Regions from separate parts of the Mus musculus genome. Here region 1 is linked to region 2. Evidence: chromatin contacts called from public promoter capture Hi-C data. All regions are on one chromosome and are shown on one strand. The core of a region is the stretch at or near the end of the contact, and the rest is flanking DNA. Distances in the headings are between cores, read along the strand shown.

Region 1 (2,700 bases), core at 144-2,643, 65 kb after region 2:
CAAAGCCTTAGCACCTGCCTGCCACAGTACTGCACACCTCGGGACAGGTATTTAGAGAATGGACGGCTTTGGCCTGGGAAGACCTCTTAGTCTGGGAGAATGAGCAAATTTAGTGATGCTGTGGCCGTAGGGCAGGATTGAAGGAAAATGGAGATATGAGAAGGGTAAGGGGCCCCCTCAGCCTGGGTCTGTGTTTCTTGCTGACTGAGAGCCAAAAGTTCTAACAAAATGGCAGGAGGAGCTGGGGTGTGGCTCAGGTTGTAGAGTGTCTGCTAGCACATGAGTGCAAAACACCTATGCACACAAATGTAATAAATAAATGTTAATAAATTAAAATTTTAAAGAGTAAAACACACGGCGGCACATGCCTTATCTGTGAGACACTCTGGGTCACACTGCAAAGCAGTGACATTTCCCTTTATTGTGATAGCGTCTCACCAGCACCTGTGAACCCCGGTAGCTCAGGCTGGCCTCAAACTTGGAACCTTCCTACATCAGCCTCCCCAGTAGCTGGGATGCCGGTTCTTTTTCTCAGTAAACCCTGGCTTTGCTTAATAGTGACTTGTCCTGAAACTCTTTTCTGGGCACTGTTGTTAACAGTCTGGGTATGCTGAAAATTCACACAGATTTCTTAACAGTCTGCTTAAGGCCTGGGGATGCTCTATGGGCTTCTAGGGCAGCCTCTGGCATGCAGCTCCTATAGAGGTGAGCATCGCCCCCCCCACACACACACACACCATTCATTCTGCTCATAACAGAAACGAGGTGGTGCTCTATTTCTGGGAGCTGAGCTTTCCAACCCACTAAAGCACACATGCAGATACACCGTGATTAAAGCCCCTCTCAGCTTAGCCTCCTGGGGTAAGGGCCAGCCTGGGGAAGGACAGGAAGACAGGCTCAGCTTCAGCTGAACCTCTGGGTTCCCCAAAATAGGGTGGGACTAGGCCTCTTCTACTGAACATCCCTGTAACCTGCTCACCCTCCTGTGGACCTTCTGGACCCCAGAGCCCTGACTGGCATAGTCCCTATGATCTCTGTTTGGTCCCCTACCCTGCCTCCACAGGGTACCAGGCACAAAGGAAGTTCACCAGTACTAGGACAAGGGATGAGATGAGTTGAGGCTGAGGCCTTGGATCCTGCTAATAGAGGAACCAAGAAATGTTCCCTTTGAAAAGAGAAGTAAGTCATTGCCCTTACCCCAGACACAGACCCCCTCCCCTGTCCCGAGTCGAGTGACCATTCTCTGGAAAGCCACAAACATTCCCAAGCTGGGCTTCTACTAAGTTATCTCAAATTCTTTGAATTTCTCTAGTCTGGAAGGATTATAGGAGGGGACAGGAAGCGTGGGATAACCTCCAGAGAGGTTAAATAGGTCACCTCAATGCTGGGCACCAAGACAGGCAGAAGGACCCATGAAGACCTTCACCTCAGCTTTTGGTACCATGAGGTCACTTCAGATGCTGCTCCTGGCTGCTCTGCTTCTGGGGACTTTTCTGCAGCATGCCAGAGCTGGTAAGAGCCGGGCACAGACAGGATAGGGCAGATGGGAACCATTCACCCACACAGAGACCAAGGCAGAGACACAAGCTGTGTGACTTATACCCTGTCTGTTCTTAACAGGGGTCACCAGGGGGTGGCCACAGGAGCACTGGAGGGAGGATAATGGTTCTGAGGATGCTGGGATGATGTCAGGTGCCTGACCTGGACACATACCTTATTCTGAGATGTTAGGACATAGTGGCCTTGATTGTGGGCTCATGATGCAGAACGAACGATTCTCAGAATCGCTACCATTTGTTTCATTAATGGGCTTCATGTATCATCAGGGAACAACATAACAACGGAGCATTGGTTCCAAGAATGTATGAAAAGATTTTTATATTTAGTTTAGAACGGGAAGTTGAAATGAGGTTCCTAGATTCAGACAGCTGCATATGCAGACACACACAGATGAATATGCAAACTTGCAGACACAGGAGAGCACACACACACACCAAGAACAAACAGAATACAAAGTACATGCAGTCCCCACCCACAGGCTCACACAGGCATACATCGGAACATTCCATGGGTCCTCAGGCACATGGCCTGACTCTCAGGACACCTGCTTCCTATTGCTCTTCCAGCTCGAGCCACCAATGTAGGCCGAGAGTGCTGCCTGGATTACTTCAAAGGGGCCATTCCTATCAGGAAGTTGGTGAGCTGGTATAAGACCTCAGTGGAGTGTTCCAGGGATGCCATCGTGTGAGTATCCCTCTGTCCCACTCCTCTGCCTAGAACCCAGAGTGGGAAGTGGGTGGGCCTTGGAGTGCCCAGGAAGGCCACTGGGAAAGAAGGAAGAGAGGACAAGCCTGATTCCCCTAAAGGCAGTTTTGGGAACCCAGGGATACTCTTGTACCCCACACAGCTGAGGGGGTCCAACCTCTTTATGTATGGTGAAACTGAGTTTCCAAGATGGATAGGACATCCCAGGTAACAGAGCCAGTAGGCAGTAATACTGTCACCTCTCACTCTGGGTCTGAGCTGAGTAGAGACTAACACACAGCCTGAGGCTCTTTCTCTCAGGCTCAAGGTGCTCTGAGGAGAGAGGAGGCTAGGCATGAAGTCCTACTGCTCAGTGTTCAGGTCAATGCAGATGTGGCTGGTGGCCAAACCCTGAAGGCCTTCCTGGGCTCTTACTCACTGCTTTCTCCTACATAG
Region 2 (2,700 bases), core at 142-2,641:
ATGTTCTATTTTGCCTAATGTGTATTAAGACTTTTCCTGAGGAAACACAACACACACATCTACTCACTCCAGATAGAGAGGCCATAGATAGACCAAAGTATGGATAATACTAAGGTCCAACTTGGTGAACCATGTGTTTTATTGGGGTTACTTACAGGAATATGGGTGTGTGTGGGGGGGGTTATTTACAGGAACAAAAATGAAGTCTCTAAGACAGCTGCATCACCAAAGCCCACCGCATCATGGGGTGACAGCTCACAAAGCTGGGAACCTGGAGCACACAGTCAGCCAGCAGGCAACTCAACAGGTTGAATACTAAGAAAGATGAGGGATTAGCTCCCCTGTGCTTATGAGAGGAGCTTAGGAGAAAGTCTCTTCCTGGGCCATGTTCCAGGTTACTTGGAGAGTGTGAATTCCTGAGTAGGTAGGCTTACCAAAGAAGTGACATTTCAAACAGTCTCGATGTACGAGTAGGAGTTTCTGCAATAAAGAAGCAGAAAGTGGAAATATAGTCAGGGTCAGGCCATAGATCTCTTTGGGGAACCGTAAAGCAGTGTGGCGTGATCCCTCTGACTGTGGTGAATAGTTTTGGAAAAGAGGCCCTGAAGGCCCTAGTCAGGAGCCTGGGTTTCATCCTCCGGTGAATGGGGAGCCCAGCATGGCTTTAAAGTAGGAGAGGGCCACGTGGAGCTTTGAGTTTGCACACTCACTCTGGCTCGCAGCATGGGGAGGCAAATCTACTGGCGTCCACGAAGGAAGTGGAGCTGGACTGATCTGCAGACGGGGCTGTATCAGTGGGGAGAGTCAGTGGAATGGCAAGAGGAGGGGATGACGTGGGTAAGGGAAGACTGAGAGGGTACAGGCTCTGGGCATGCGCAGGAGCAGCCCGCTCTGAGCTGGGTGAGGCTGTCTACTGAGAAACCCAACAAGAGTCAGGTTATGGGGCCAAGAGCCTGCCCCAAAGGACTCTGGGCCTCCACCCTTGAAATGAGAACCTGATGCCCGGCCTTGAGGGATTAAGAAAGTCCCCAATCTAGGTACAGTTTGTCCTTATCCATGTGCCAGTGGCCACTGAGGTGGGCAGTGAACCCTTGCCCAGCTTTTCCATCCCTACCAAGGTCCTCTCCATGACCCCTAGTGATATGGCTGAGGTCATAGAACAGACATCCTCGGTAGAGCACCGCTAAGGGGACTTTACAATCCTCCGGAGACCCACAGTTTGGGAGAGTGGCAGTCCCCTCTGAGTAGTTCCCCGCCTTTGGATCCTCCCGCTGGGGGAAGTGGGACTTCTTCTTTCAGGACATGAATGTCAGGCTTGGTAGTGACTAAGAGGTGCCTGAACTAGTGGGTGGAGAGAGCGTTTAAATATCAGACCTTCCTGCCCTCTGGTCATTAGACACCTGACGAGGACACATAACATCATGGCTACCCTGCGTGTCCCACTCCTGGTGGCTCTCGTCCTTCTTGCTGTGGCAATTCAGACCTCTGATGCAGGTGAGGCTGGGGAGTAGGAGGGTGGAGACCAGAGAATCTGGAAAGAGTCCAAGAGTGAGTCTGCCACTGGACTCACTTTGGCTTTGGACTAACTCTGGCACTTCCATGGGCCAGCTCTATTACTTCTCAAAACCCAGATATACACATTTATAAACTGGGTTGCTAGGAAGGCTTGGCTTTTAGGATCTGCCAATTGGTTGGTGGTATCTTGCTGGGGATCTTGCTGCCCAGATAGCTCAAATATAGGGTCCCTGGGAGTGGATAGAGAGCCTGCAAGGTACCAGGCTTGAGTCAGGGAAGGTAGAGCCTCTCTTAAAAGCTGCCCTCCCCCAACACCCAAGGTTTGCTCTGGAGCCTGTGGTGGATACAGGGTCCAGACCCCTCCTTCCCACCATAGTGTCAACACTTCTGCTTTGAGTTGGGCAGGAGAGGGGTCACGGTGAGGGGTGAGGCAACTACAACCAACCAATCAAGTGTCTGGAGAGCCTCCGTGTAGCCAAGCCCCTACGGAACTGGTATTCCTCCACGGGCCTTGGAGATGACAGATGACTAGGGTCAGTCAGGGACAGAGTGGGACTTGAACCAGGTCAGTGTCATGACTGTCACCTGTCTGAGTCTTGATTCTGACTCTGCTACAGTCTCACCATGACCTTGGATGCTCGCCTTCGCTCGGCTTCTCTGATGTAGCCTCACCAAGGCGCTGAGAAGAGGAAGATGCACCTCTAATTCTGTGTTGTATACATGGGGGTAGGTGGGTCTGCCGTAGGGCTGAGCATTCCACAAGATCCTGGGAAGCTGGTGCTATTGTCCACAGACTGACCCAAGGTGAGCATGAGGCTCTTCCTGGCTCAGACAGAGGTGCAGGACCCATTTAGAAGCCTGTTGATATTTAATCTTTCTGAATCCACTTCCTGGAGCTGACTGTCCCCAGAGCGTAGACATTGGACCTTTAGTGGCATCTCAGAGACTCCCCAGGCTAGTGTGCATGAGCCCTAGAAGATATCCATCAGTGTGGAAGAGAATTTTACTCCTATAGGTCAGCCTGTGATCAGGGGTAAGGCTGAAGCTGGCCTCTCTGTGCTCCAGCTAACGTCCCCTGGGTACCCTTCCTCCAGGTCCCTATGGTGCCAATGTGGAAGACAGTATCTGCTGCCAGGACTACATCCGTCACCCTCTGCCATCACGTTTAGTGAAGGAGTTCTTCTG

What was found. Promoter capture Hi-C pulls out the DNA fragments that hold promoters and counts their contacts.
Region 1: a contact with region 2 is called in a promoter capture Hi-C map of macrophages, with 12 read pairs. The contact joins the promoter of Ccl17 here to the promoter of Ccl22 in region 2. A contact is called at or near these places in 13 of 39 promoter capture datasets (the C10 cell line, the HPC-7 cell line, embryonic stem cells and 9 more), 2 of 15 datasets of contacts at CTCF or cohesin (both in embryonic stem cells), 21 of 484 Hi-C or Micro-C datasets (the 63-12 cell line, 8-cell embryo, B cells and 7 more), 7 of 115 datasets of contacts at active chromatin or transcription factors (CD8 T cells, the HPC-7 cell line, SST interneurons and 4 more) and 3 of 9 other capture datasets (adipose tissue, liver and pancreatic islet).

The regions. Positions count from the first base shown.
Region 1 is chr8:94,809,060-94,811,759 of GRCm38.p6, forward strand. It overlaps Ccl17 (chemokine (C-C motif) ligand 17), which reads left to right and starts at 1,394. Exons shown (of 3, transcript NM_011332.3): 1 at 1,394-1,512; 2 at 2,127-2,244. The coding sequence starts at 1,413.
Region 2 is chr8:94,744,293-94,746,992 of GRCm38.p6, forward strand. Ccl22 (chemokine (C-C motif) ligand 22) reads left to right here and starts at 1,392. Exons shown (of 3, transcript NM_009137.2): 1 at 1,392-1,494; 2 at 2,610-2,700. The coding sequence starts at 1,422.